Linked DNA regions of Triticum aestivum: region 2 is linked to region 1. The links are chromatin contacts, called in public HiCAR-type maps. All regions are on one chromosome and are shown on one strand. Each heading gives the region's core, a stretch centred on a gene start, on an enhancer-like site or on the middle of the called end of the contact. The rest is flanking DNA. Distances are from core to core; before and after follow the strand shown.

Region 1 (5,855 bases), core at 2,290-4,789:
CAGAAAAACTTTGCCTATTAGAGCAACTCTAGCAGCGTCGCTGTATTGACACTCTCAAGCTTCATATGCGTATGAACTTACAGAGGTTATCAAGGTGATGTATGAACTCAGAGTCTCCATATTTGTTGTCTTTATAATCATGAGGCCCACTTGACAATGAAACATACGTCCTCCCTAATCTCGCTGCCATCCTACGTTAGGTGGGGGAGCAAGTGAAGTTTCTTTCATGTGCAGTTGCCATATAGAGTGCACCTCGAAAGGCAGCTTGAAACAGTAAATGTCGAGGCTGCGAGGATAGATATGACAAGGTTAGTTTTTTTTTTTTGTGTGGTCAAAAAGACAGTATTAACCGTTATTATGATCACTTCTTAGACGACGGGCACTCTCAATCCATCTGGTGTGTATGGGAGGGCACAGCCAGCTTCACGCGGTTTCGCGACGGCTCGATCCAGCCCGTTCCGGAGAGACGTGCGTAGCTGGGGCGACGCGGCGGTGCCGGACGCGGATCCTCTGCCGTGCGGCAGGGTGCCGTTCGGCGATTGACAGATGGGCTCGCTGTGAATCAGTCCCACATGCTAGTGTTCCCAACGGCGTGTAACGTACGTCAGGGGAGCTGCTTCCGGCGGTGCCTGGTCCGTGCGAAAAAGCCGTCCGGGGACGTGACAAAAATGGGCATAACCAATGAACCACAGGATTACTCCTGTACACAGCTCTGTTCCACACCTGCATTCGCCGCGTCGAAGGGCCCAAGTTTTCTTGGCTGCTCCCAACTGCATAAATATGCACAGTTACACTGCACACGCCCCTGTCTTTTCCCTCCGGAGCAAGCAAGCTAGCTCAGCTGGCGGGGCTGCTCGCAAGCAGTCCCGGCCGGTGCACCTACGCGGGCGCGCGAGCTTGTCAACTGCAATCTACTCGTTTTCATTCTATTTGTCATTCGTGTTTTCCAGTGGTGCACTTTTGGGTTTTCTAATACTAATCTGCAAGCAAGCGAGCCGGCGCTGATCTGCTCTTGCACCCGACGAGATGATGGGACGGTGTATGCTGACCAGTCACCAGAGGCAAAGGGGTCTGCATGTGCATGCAACATGCATATGGTCCCTCGTAGTATCATCAGTCGTGTCTGATCCCAGGTCCGCCAAGTTGTTGTTTGCCATTAGTACGTACAAAAAAAGGGTCCGCCAACTCGATCCACACCACACCACATGGTCGCTTGTGTTTACTCGTTCCGGATCGCGGGCGGTGCTCGATCCGATCGGCACATATGTCAACGGAGGACCAAGTTTCATCACAGGAGAAACATAAAATAAAACGGCAGACGCGTCAACTACTCCAACAAGTAGCGTAGCAAGTGCGTGCAATATTTTGGATAAGCGGTGATGTCATGATTTTGTGGTGGTGTAGCGTGTACGTATGGCATTTGCCTTCATACGTCCCGTGTGAGCACCGAGGACGTGCCTCTGGGATTACTGTATTGTATTCCCAAATCTTTACAGTCGTGTCGTTGAATTAGCCTATTCTTTTTCTCTTACTTTGTTCCTTTCCAACCGTTGGATTTCGATCGAGCAACTGCCCCACCTTCTTCCTTCTTGCCCTGCCCGACAACCACGCCTCCTATGCTGCCCAACCCTCCGACCCAAGCATACTGGTTGGCCTGAACCGCTGGCGGCTAGCGACACTGTCGGGCCGCCAAGTCGCCCCTACCATCGTGCCGCCGCCGAGCCAATCATACTTCTATGCGCCCCCTTCCTTCTTCTCCGGCGTGGATGGTCCATCGTCCCGCGCCTGCACTCGCATTCAGAGTTGTCAACCTCCGCCATGCTGCGATACCATGGCCAGTTGCGTTGCCGCCAGCTCCGACTTGTTCCTAGCGAGCCTTGGCTGTGGCATTCCCATATCCGGCTCAGCAACGCCTCTTCTCTCGCTTCTATCTAAAGTCGACATATTCTACTTTTGTTTTTGTGCACCGAGGATTAGCACATTCGAACAAAATAACTATGTTCTACTCACTTTACATCAAAACATGACATTGTAGTTATCTCGAAAGTCTAATCAATATACATCTTGATAATGTTTATGAAAATAGATGTTAATATCTATAACGACAAATATCTATATATCGTACGAAAGTATTTCTATGATGTGCATCAGATAAAACACAACTAAAACGAATGCTCCAAGTTCACAAGACATTACACGTTGTTGTGGAGACAGAGATGAATGGGGGTAGGAAGGGAAGAGAAAGAAATGGAGGACCTCAGTGACAAGGTGGCAATGACGACATCCAGGTGCCTAGCTAGAGGGCGATGGTTAACACACTCTCTGCTAGACTAGTGAAACGACTAGAGTTTGTTTCGCATGGATGTGGAATTATTTTCTATTAACAAAACAGATTTCTACCCAATTTCATTAACGAAACCGAACTATGTTATGGCCACCAAGACAGAAAAAAGAAGAGCAGCTCTAGCAGAATTGTAGGAAGTGCTCAAACACAAGAGCAAAGTTCTCAGGAGCATGCACTATTACCACAAAAGATTACAAGCACATGAGCAATGCTAAATGCACGGATTATTTTTAAAAAGTATTACAGAGTGGCTTACCTTGCTGATTTTGATTGGGTAGCAATAAACTGACGGGCCCATCCCCACTGAAAATCAAGGGGCAGAGAAGATTAGTTTTTGGAAACAGGCCCATGATGCTCCGTAAATCGTCCGTGTCTGTAGGATTTTCGCAAGCACATAGCGTCTCCAGCATTGCAGGGGAACACGGCAGGTAGAGGACCGCAGAGCAAGGAAAGACGTCGTGGATGAACATTTCATCTATCGATATGCCGTCCCAACGATGCCCATCCTTTGCTCGATCAAACACCTCGGCCAATCGTCAATGTAATTTATCCCCGCAAAAAACATCATCAATGTAATTTCCTTTTGATCGGCAATGACATGAGTCCGTATTGAGGTTAGTCCTAGTTTCAGAAAAACGACACGCGCACCCGCGTACGACTGTAAAAACACTGACGATCGATCGAGACGCGTGGTGCCTGTACCTCCACGGAGAAATTCCATAGCTACATATACATGTGGTGCAGCAATTTAGGTGAACGCGGCAAGACATTTTCGGGCTAGAGAAGAGGAGCAGAGCGAAAAATCGGAAATTTGGAGTCGTGCGACTTCTTGTGGCGCAAGACTCGTCGTGGACTAGCCTATCAAATCAGTGCAACAACCTACTACTGTTTGGGTCCCACGGCAACGGACACCGCGAGCCAAAAATTAAATAAGCTTCCGTCCCATTTCGCGGGCCCTTCCGTCCAACCGCGTTCAGGCTACCTGGGTCCTGGGGAGCAAGCTTGAGCGATCATTCTAACTGACGCGAGCGAACACACAAGATTCTGCCTTTTCAGACCTGCGCTTCAGCCGGGCCGACGCCGATCGCGACTTGGCTCCAAGTCCAGACGTCAACAACGACGTGGCGTACCCGGCTGCTATCACCTGCGACCAGTACCCCATCATCATCACTAGTATAAAAGGCCAACAATCCACGGAACCCAACAACATCCACAACCAATTCCGAGTCCCAGAATCCACATCTCATCTCCTCCATCAGTTCCGCAGATCGCACGAACTCTCGTTGAGCAGCTCATACCGGACTAGCTAGCTAGCCGCGCGCTCATGGTTTTGTCTATGAAGCACTGCAGAGATCAGGCCCAGGAGGTGCCCTTGTCCCTCTCGCTCTCCCTCGGCGCCATGGCCGACCGCACCAAGAAGCAGCGCCGCGGCGTCGCTGCCGGCGAGTTCGTGTGCAAGACGTGCAGCCGCGCCTTCCCGTCGTTCCAGGCGCTGGGCGGGCACCGGACAAGTCACCTGCGCGGCCGCCACGGGCTCGCGCTCGGCCTTGCCGCCGGGATCAATGAGCCGTCGTCGACCAAGAAGACGGTGGACCAGAAGCAGGCGCACCAGTGCCACGTCTGCGGGCTTGAGTTCGAGATGGGCCAGGCGCTCGGCGGCCACATGCGCCGGCACCGCGAGCAGGAGTCCGCCACCACGGCGCAGGCACCGCCCGTTCTGCTCCAGCTCTTCGTCTAGCACCGCACTCATTTCTCTCAAGTTCAATACACTAGCTAGGCATATCTAGTTCTAGTCCAGATTTACAGGTTGATCTATGTGCGCGGTTTGGTTTGTACATTTGCTGCACACTAGTTGGCCTTGATCGTTGTCCGATCGCTCATTTTATTAGGGAGTACATATTTTAGGACTCATGCATTCGTTCATTACTCATATTATCTATTGGTGCCTTCTTGATTCGTACATTTATTTTGTTCTACTTGAATCGACTACGAGTTTGAGTTAATCGACCTAATGAAGACCTCCCTAACACGGATTTTCTTTTCTTGAAAAGGAGCCAAGCCGTGATCTCGGCATATGCATCAATTGACACACACAACTATTTCAGAAGTGAATCTAAAAAGTTATATGGAGAGGTGAGTTTGTGGTGAGAGGTGGAACTGGCGGGCCGATTGTCACATCGTAGATTTGGAGTGTAGATGATGCGGTGATTATGTGTAGCGAGAGCTCTGTGGTGGGGACACCTGATATTTGGAGCATTGGTATTCATGTTGAGAGGCATAGTACGTGGTATGTACACATAACGAAGCAAGCAAGAATTTATGTTCAGATATGCTTGGGAGAGCATGCATGATGTCGATTTCATAGCGTGCTTAGGTCTAACGAGCGAAAGGAGTTGAATCACTGGCTCACTTGTCGGCGCCAACATTTGTATGAGAGAGGATGGATGAGACGCGATCACCAACTCCCATTTGAAGGTACTGCAGGGTCAATTCGCTGGGCACATTTGTCGGCGCCATCATTTGTTTGAGAGAGGATGGAGGGCGTGCAATCATCTATTCGAAATATTAGCATTTTTCTGATTAGACTTATCCATGAGTAAACAATAAGCATGGCATAAAAGGTATGCATCTCATAGCGATACCTAAGCATACTAGCACGTAGAGAACATAGAATCGAACCGTCTATGAGCAGCACATATACGGCTAGCATAAGTACGAGTAAACGAGGGATGAACAGATCATACCCTTCAGTTGGCCAGGCCAACGCGGCGGCGGCGGCAGCAGCCTCGGCGTCGTCCGTGGCCTTCTTCTTGGAGGCTGCGTCGTCGGCTATGGTGTCGATGCAGGGGAAGTAGTGCAAGCAGAGGCGGACGAAGTTGGGGACGGATCGGGAGCAGTCGCGTCGAGACGCTCCCCAAAAACCTTATTGCCGTTCTCCCGGGCAGGATCTCGAACGACAGGATTCCGGAGGCACCTGCTCTCCCGACCAACCGTGCACGCGGTCATCGGGATGGGGTCGTCGGAAGCAGCACAGAGAGAGGAACAGTAGCTGGCGGCTATGGTTGTACGAGAGGGAATGAGTGAACTGAGTTAGGGTTCACTCCACTGGCCAGTGCCTTCTTATATAGGTATAGGTCGTCAGGTAGATGGGCCTGGGCCAGGCCCACGATCGAGTCCGCGAACAGCCCACTGTCCAACGTCTCAGACAGTGGCGCTTCCGTAAGCGACTCGTTAATTAATTAACAATTAATCAACCATTCATGAGCGGCAAAAATAAGCTTCGGTTCGGCTCATTCCCGCAACCCACGGCGCGCACGCGCGTCGTGACGAGGCGTGGCATGGCGAGGCGAGGCGGGCGGCGGAGGAGGAGGAGCGCGCGTGTACAGCTCCTATTCCCAAGCTCCCAATAGCAAGTGGTAGAGCAGCCCTTATAAAGAGGTCTCACTCTTCTTACCGTAGCAGTATGGGACTAAACTTCCAACACTTCCCACCACTTGCCGTACACATGCAT
Region 2 (5,855 bases), core at 2,419-4,918, 150 kb after region 1:
TCTTCTCCTACGGTGCTTGGCGAAGCCCTGCAGGATTACCACGCTCCTCCTTCACCACCATGCCGTCGTGCTGCTGCTGGATGGAGTCTTCCCCAACCTCTCCTTCTCCCCTTGCTGGATCAAGGCGTAGGAGACGTCACCAGGCTGTACGTGTGTTGAACGCGGAGGTGCCGTCCGTTCGGCACTAGGACCATCGGTGATTTGGATCACGACGAGTACGACTCCATCAACCCCGTTCACTTGAACGCTTCCGCTTAGCGATCTACAAGGGTATGTAGATGCACTCTCCTTCCCCTCGTTGCTAGATTACTCCATAGATTGATCTTGGTGATGTGTAGAAAATTTTAAATTTCTGCTACGTTCCCCAACAGAAACAAACCACAAAGAATGCCAGGAAATAGATTGGAATGCAACAGGCATTCAGGCCGTAGATCCACGTACTAAAGAATCTGAATCTGAAGTTCAGAAAATCATAGATTTGCAACACTTTGCAAATAACCTGCCAGACGCATTTACTGATTACGAAGGTGTCACTAAATCTTATATCCCCGTAGTTAATGCATCAGAACGAGTAGAGGTACCAAATAAAACTACTCAACTCCCAATTACAAATAAAAGGGGGAGAAATCTGGTCACAGCAGAAAAGGCTTCTCTAAAGCCTCCGCGGAATCAAAGAAAATCAAAATCTATGACAATAAGTGCAAATCAACCTCAAGTTGATGGACACCAAGTTGATGTTCAACATCAAGAACCCAACATAAATGTGCACACAAATTATAATGTTGGTGTATCGAAACAATCAGACTTCGCTGTTATGGGAAATCATACGGAGCCTGAAGAAATTAATGAAATATCCATAAATTATATTGATTCAGGAGAAACATACAATAGAAGCACTACAGTTGTCGACACAGATTTTTCCTCGAAAATTGCTGAAACCCTTCAACTGGATCCAGAGCCAAAATCTATGAAAGAGTGCCTCAAGCGCTCGGATTGGCCTAAATGGAAGGAAGCAATTGAGGCAGAATTACACTCGCTTAATAAAAGAGAGGTATTTTCTAAAATAATACCTACTCCTCATAAAGTCTTCCCCGTGGGAGCAAAATGGGTTTTCGTTCGAAAAAGGAACGAAAAAAATGAGGTGGTGAGATATAAAGCGAGACTAGTAGCTCAAGGGTTTACGCAGAGACCCGGTATCGACTACGACGATACATATTCTCTTGTAATGAATGGAATTACATTTCGATACTTAATATCTTTGGCAGTACAAATGAATCTACCAATGCAGTTAATGGATCTAGTGATTGCTTATCTATATGGGTCACTCGATGCGGAAATTTATATGAAAGTGCCTGATGGACTTAAAATTCTGAATCCAAATATAAATCGCAACATGTATTGTGTAAAACTACAAAAGTCACTCTATGGCTTGAAGCAGTCGGGTAAAATGTGGTATAACCGACTCATTCTCAGTAAAGGGTACTCGAATAACAATGATTGCCCATGCGTATTTATAAAGAAATCCTCAAAGGGATTTTGCATCATCTCAGTTTATGTTGATGATCTCAACATCATTGGCAACACATCAGATATAACTGTAGCACGCAATCATTTAATGACGGAGTTTGAGATGAAAGATTTGGGAAGAACCAAATTCTGCTTAGGTGTACAACTTGAGCATTTTCCCTCAGGAATACTCGTTTATCAACCCGCTTACATTCAGAAAATTTTGGAAAAATTCAACATGGATAAATCATATCCATCCAAAACACCTATGATCGTCAGATCCCTTGATATGAACAAGGATCCTTTTAGACCAAGGGATGGTAACGAGGAGGTATTGGGACCTGAGTTTCCATACCTTAGTGCCATAGGAGCACTAATGTACCTTGCAAATTGTATTAGACCAGACATTGCCTTTGCGGTAAATTTACTGGCTCGACATAGTGCAGCTCCAACAAAACGTCATTGGACAGGAGTAAAAAATATCTTTAGATATTTACAAGGTACTAAAGATCTTGGTTTATTCTATCGGAAAAATCAAGATATGACCCTGATTGGTTATTGTGACGCTGGATATCTTTCTGATCCCCATAATGCCAGGTCATAAACAGGGTTTGTATTTTTATATGGTGGAACCGCTATTTCATGGAATTCAACAAAACAGACTTTAGTAGCTACCTCCTCCATCACTCTGAAATAATTGCATTATTCGAAGCCTCACGAGAATGTGTTTGGCTCCGTAGAGTAATAAATCATATTCAGACATCATGCGGTATTGGTTCATTACAATCACCAACCATTATCTATGAAGATAATGCTGCATGTGTTGCTCAAATGCATATGGGATATATTAAAAGTAATATCACAAAACATATCTCTCCAAAACTATTTTTTCCTCATGAATTACAGAAAGATGGAGAGATTGATATTTTGCAAATAAAATCTTGTGACAATCTTGCGGATTTGTTCACTAAGTCTTTACCAGGAGCAGCATTTCAAAAATGCATTCATGGCATTGGTATGAGACGACTACGAAATTTGCAATGTTAAGGGGGAGAAATTTCCTAGAACTAAACTTATGAAGTTTTCCAACGGATTTCTCATGTGTTTTTAATAAGTGATTAAATATACTAACGATATATCAAATTTCTATAGTTTCTCTTATATTTCCTACATGAACATAAATAGTACGAGATTAAAGATTCTCAAAATTACAAGATCAAGGACTATCAAGAAGACCCAAGGTTTTTGATACTCAAGATATATGAAGATTAAAACAGCGCTGTCCAAGGGGGAGTGTTAGGAATCTAATAGTCTTAGTATTAGGCTAATTAGGCGATTAGCATATTCTTTAGAATATTGTAACCGATGGTTAGAATCCTGGCGTTGTCCAGACGCAGTACATAGCGAACCGTTGTCGTGTTTTTCTGAACCGTCGCCGCACCTTTTCTCAACGATGTGACGCCTCTTGTAATCGACGCTGTAAACATCCATTCAGGACATATAAAAGCATGGATGAATCAATCAATAAAGATCACTCCATTTACTTCAATCTTTCTGTTTCTCTTCACTTAGCTTATGGTTGCTAAGCTTGCTTCATTTAATGATTTAGTAACTAAAGTTCTTCATGTATTGGTGGGCTCCCTTCTTTTAAATGTTTTGCCTAGGTTCACGCGCTTAGCATTGGTTCTTTCTGGGATCACCACACCCATCTCTCTCCTCTTAAATAACTTATTATATTAGATTTTTTTTGCCTACATGGAAGACTTAGCACCTGTACAAGGTGAAGCATTGGGAGGGGCGTAATGGATGAGCCGCTGAATCCCGCCCATCGTCCCGGGCTCCCGGCGGCCAAGCAGCGGCGCGCCGCCACGCGTCTTGTGGCGTGACAGGTGACGCCACTCTGCACCACACGTTTTGTCTCCGGTCGGCCGCGCTACGCACGACTGAAATATCCATTCGAGCTATCTGCCAAAATAATATATCATCCGTCACGTCGCGAACGTCGTGGTGGCTTCCGACGATTGGCCCGCAGACGCCAGAGGTAGGCCAAGCCGGATCCCCAACCTGGAGCACACGTAAGCTCCACCGGCAGCAACACGCATGGCAGCTACACGGCCTGTATATAAGTGCGGCCGTCTCCCCTGCCGACCCATCCATCCATTCTTCCTCCTACCGCGCACTCACAGAACTACACCAACGCAAAAGAAAAGAGCCGTAATCCAAATCCAGCAGATCATTAAGAGGAGCAGCAAATCCATCTCCATGGGAGCGGGGATGAAGCGCGCGAGGGAGGAGCAGCCAATTGTGTCGCTGGCGCTCTCCCTCAGCACAGACTCTTCGACGACGTCCGCCACCACGTCGGGCAACTCGCTCGGTTCGCCGCCGCCGGCGGCAAGGAAGAGGGCGCGGCGGGGAAGAGTGGTGGCCACGTCAGGGGAAGGGGACTTCGTCTGCAAGACTTGCGGGCGCGCCTTCGAGACGTTCCAGGCCCTGGGTGGGCACCGGACCAGCCACCTCCGGGGCCGCCACGGGCTGGAGCTCGGCGTCGGCGTCGCCATGGCCATCAAGGAGCGGAAGAGGCAAGAGGACAAGCAGCAGCACGACTGCCACATCTGCGGGCTGGGCTTCGAGACGGGCCAGGCGCTCGGCGGCCACATGCGGCGGCACCGCGAGGATATGGCGCTCGACCGGTGGGTCGCGCTGTCGGATCAGGAGGCGGGGCACCAGGCCGCCGCCGGCAGGCTGCCTGTCTTGCTCGAGCTGTTCGTCTAGCCTGCTACCTGGATCTCTCAGTTTCTTACTACAGTAGTATAACAATCCAGGAATTGTACATGTCGTTTGAATAAGATAGGTTACGATAGAGTACGTTACTGCTGGTTAGCATTTCCGCTCGTGGAATTTTGCTCTGAATCGGTTCGCTTTCTTAACCGTTCGACTGGGGATTTAGATACACTTGTGCTTAGATTAGACAAATTGTTTTGTTCTAAATGCAATTGACAGATTCTTGCACTCAGATTGTTTTTCTATGAATACGTTGTTGTTCACTGCAATTCTATACGGATCACAAGTCTAATTTGGACCCTAAATTTGTAAAATTCTGCAACATAAGCTACCTTCACAACTTAAGATCGTCTCAACGTTGACGGTACACTGATTCTTTTGCTCGCCCGAGTTAAGGACGAGGGCGCGGACCCGTGGTCTGCAGAATGACGTGGGAACCAAGGGAATGTCGAGGCTGTATCCCCTTCTTCCTCCTCGGTCTTGCTTCCTCGTCATCCTCCACCACAATGGACATCTCCCGCTCCCCACGCGATGCCAATGCCATCACCACCGCCACCACATCCTCCTCCGAGCCAGGGGGTTCCCGACCACGAGATCAGTATATCGCCCACTTTTGTCACTGGACTGGATCTATCGATTCCGCCTCCCCCATAGCCTGAAGCACGATTTCTATCGGATACTTCGTCGTGCATTAGGAAGCAGTCATGCCTCCTTCAGATCGGTCAACTACCTAGTCACCAGCATCGCCGCCCTGGCTAGCTCGCTCGAGTTTGCAAACCACGAGCTAGTTTCTCGTGTTCTGGCCAACTTCATCATGTTTCCTTCCTGCGGTCTTCGCCATGCGCGCCTCCCATTCCGCCATCGAGACCAGCACAGATCGGAGATCAGCAGTGTCACATTGAGCTTAAGGGGAATCGTCTGGCTTCTCTCTATTTTTAGCGGAGATGTGGAAATGCTCGCGAGCGAACCGAAGAGCCGTGGTCTTCCACTAGATCAGAGGTTTCATGGCGAGTAAATGCAGTTTCGATAATGACAACGTGACATCGCACACCACCACCTCCATTCTGATTCGATCCGTGTACCTCATCTTTATCACAGACCACACCATCACGGGCCGACCAAATGGGATGGGTACGGTACCTCAATACCCTCCACAATCCTATGTCCTTCATGGCATGCATGATCGTTGACGACATGTCCCTGTTCATTAAGAACTAACTGCTACCCTGCCAGAGAAGAGTACCACGTCGGTAGATGAGGATGCTCGCCGCCTTAAGGTCGGAGAAGAAGAGCACCGACCAGCATGTATCCCATCCCATGTAAAAATTAGTTGATTCTCAAGGGCTATCCAAGCCAACTGAGATATATCTCAATTTTTGCCAATGTGTGCACACCTTTCATTTTATTTCTAGGTCCCCCACCGGCAGAGGCCATGAGCTTGAAGTCTTTTTTACAGTATACCGTGTTGATACTTTTGCAAAGAAATGAAGCTTAAGTAAATAATAAGGCTTGTGTGTATTCATAGATGTATAATTTAACCAACATAAGATGAGTTGTACAGTCTAAAA

What was found. HiCAR-type assays count read pairs that join an accessible place to other places.
Region 2: a HiCAR-type map of leaf shows a contact between it and region 1, with 3 times the contacts expected there. The contact joins the promoter of LOC123108223 here to the promoter of LOC123108218 in region 1. A contact is called at or near these places in 1 of 5 Hi-C or Micro-C datasets (leaf) and 1 of 1 datasets of contacts at active chromatin or transcription factors (leaf).

The regions. Positions count from the first base shown.
Region 1 is chr5A:653,261,509-653,267,363 of IWGSC CS RefSeq v2.1, forward strand. LOC123108218 (zinc finger protein ZAT12) reads left to right here and starts at 3,540. Exons shown (of 1, transcript XM_044530048.1): 1 at 3,540-4,267. The coding sequence starts at 3,669. The coding sequence ends at 4,082.
Region 2 is chr5A:653,407,255-653,413,109 of IWGSC CS RefSeq v2.1, forward strand. It overlaps LOC123108223 (zinc finger protein ZAT18), which reads left to right and starts at 3,669. Exons shown (of 1, transcript XM_044530053.1): 1 at 3,669-4,557. The coding sequence starts at 3,769. The coding sequence ends at 4,278.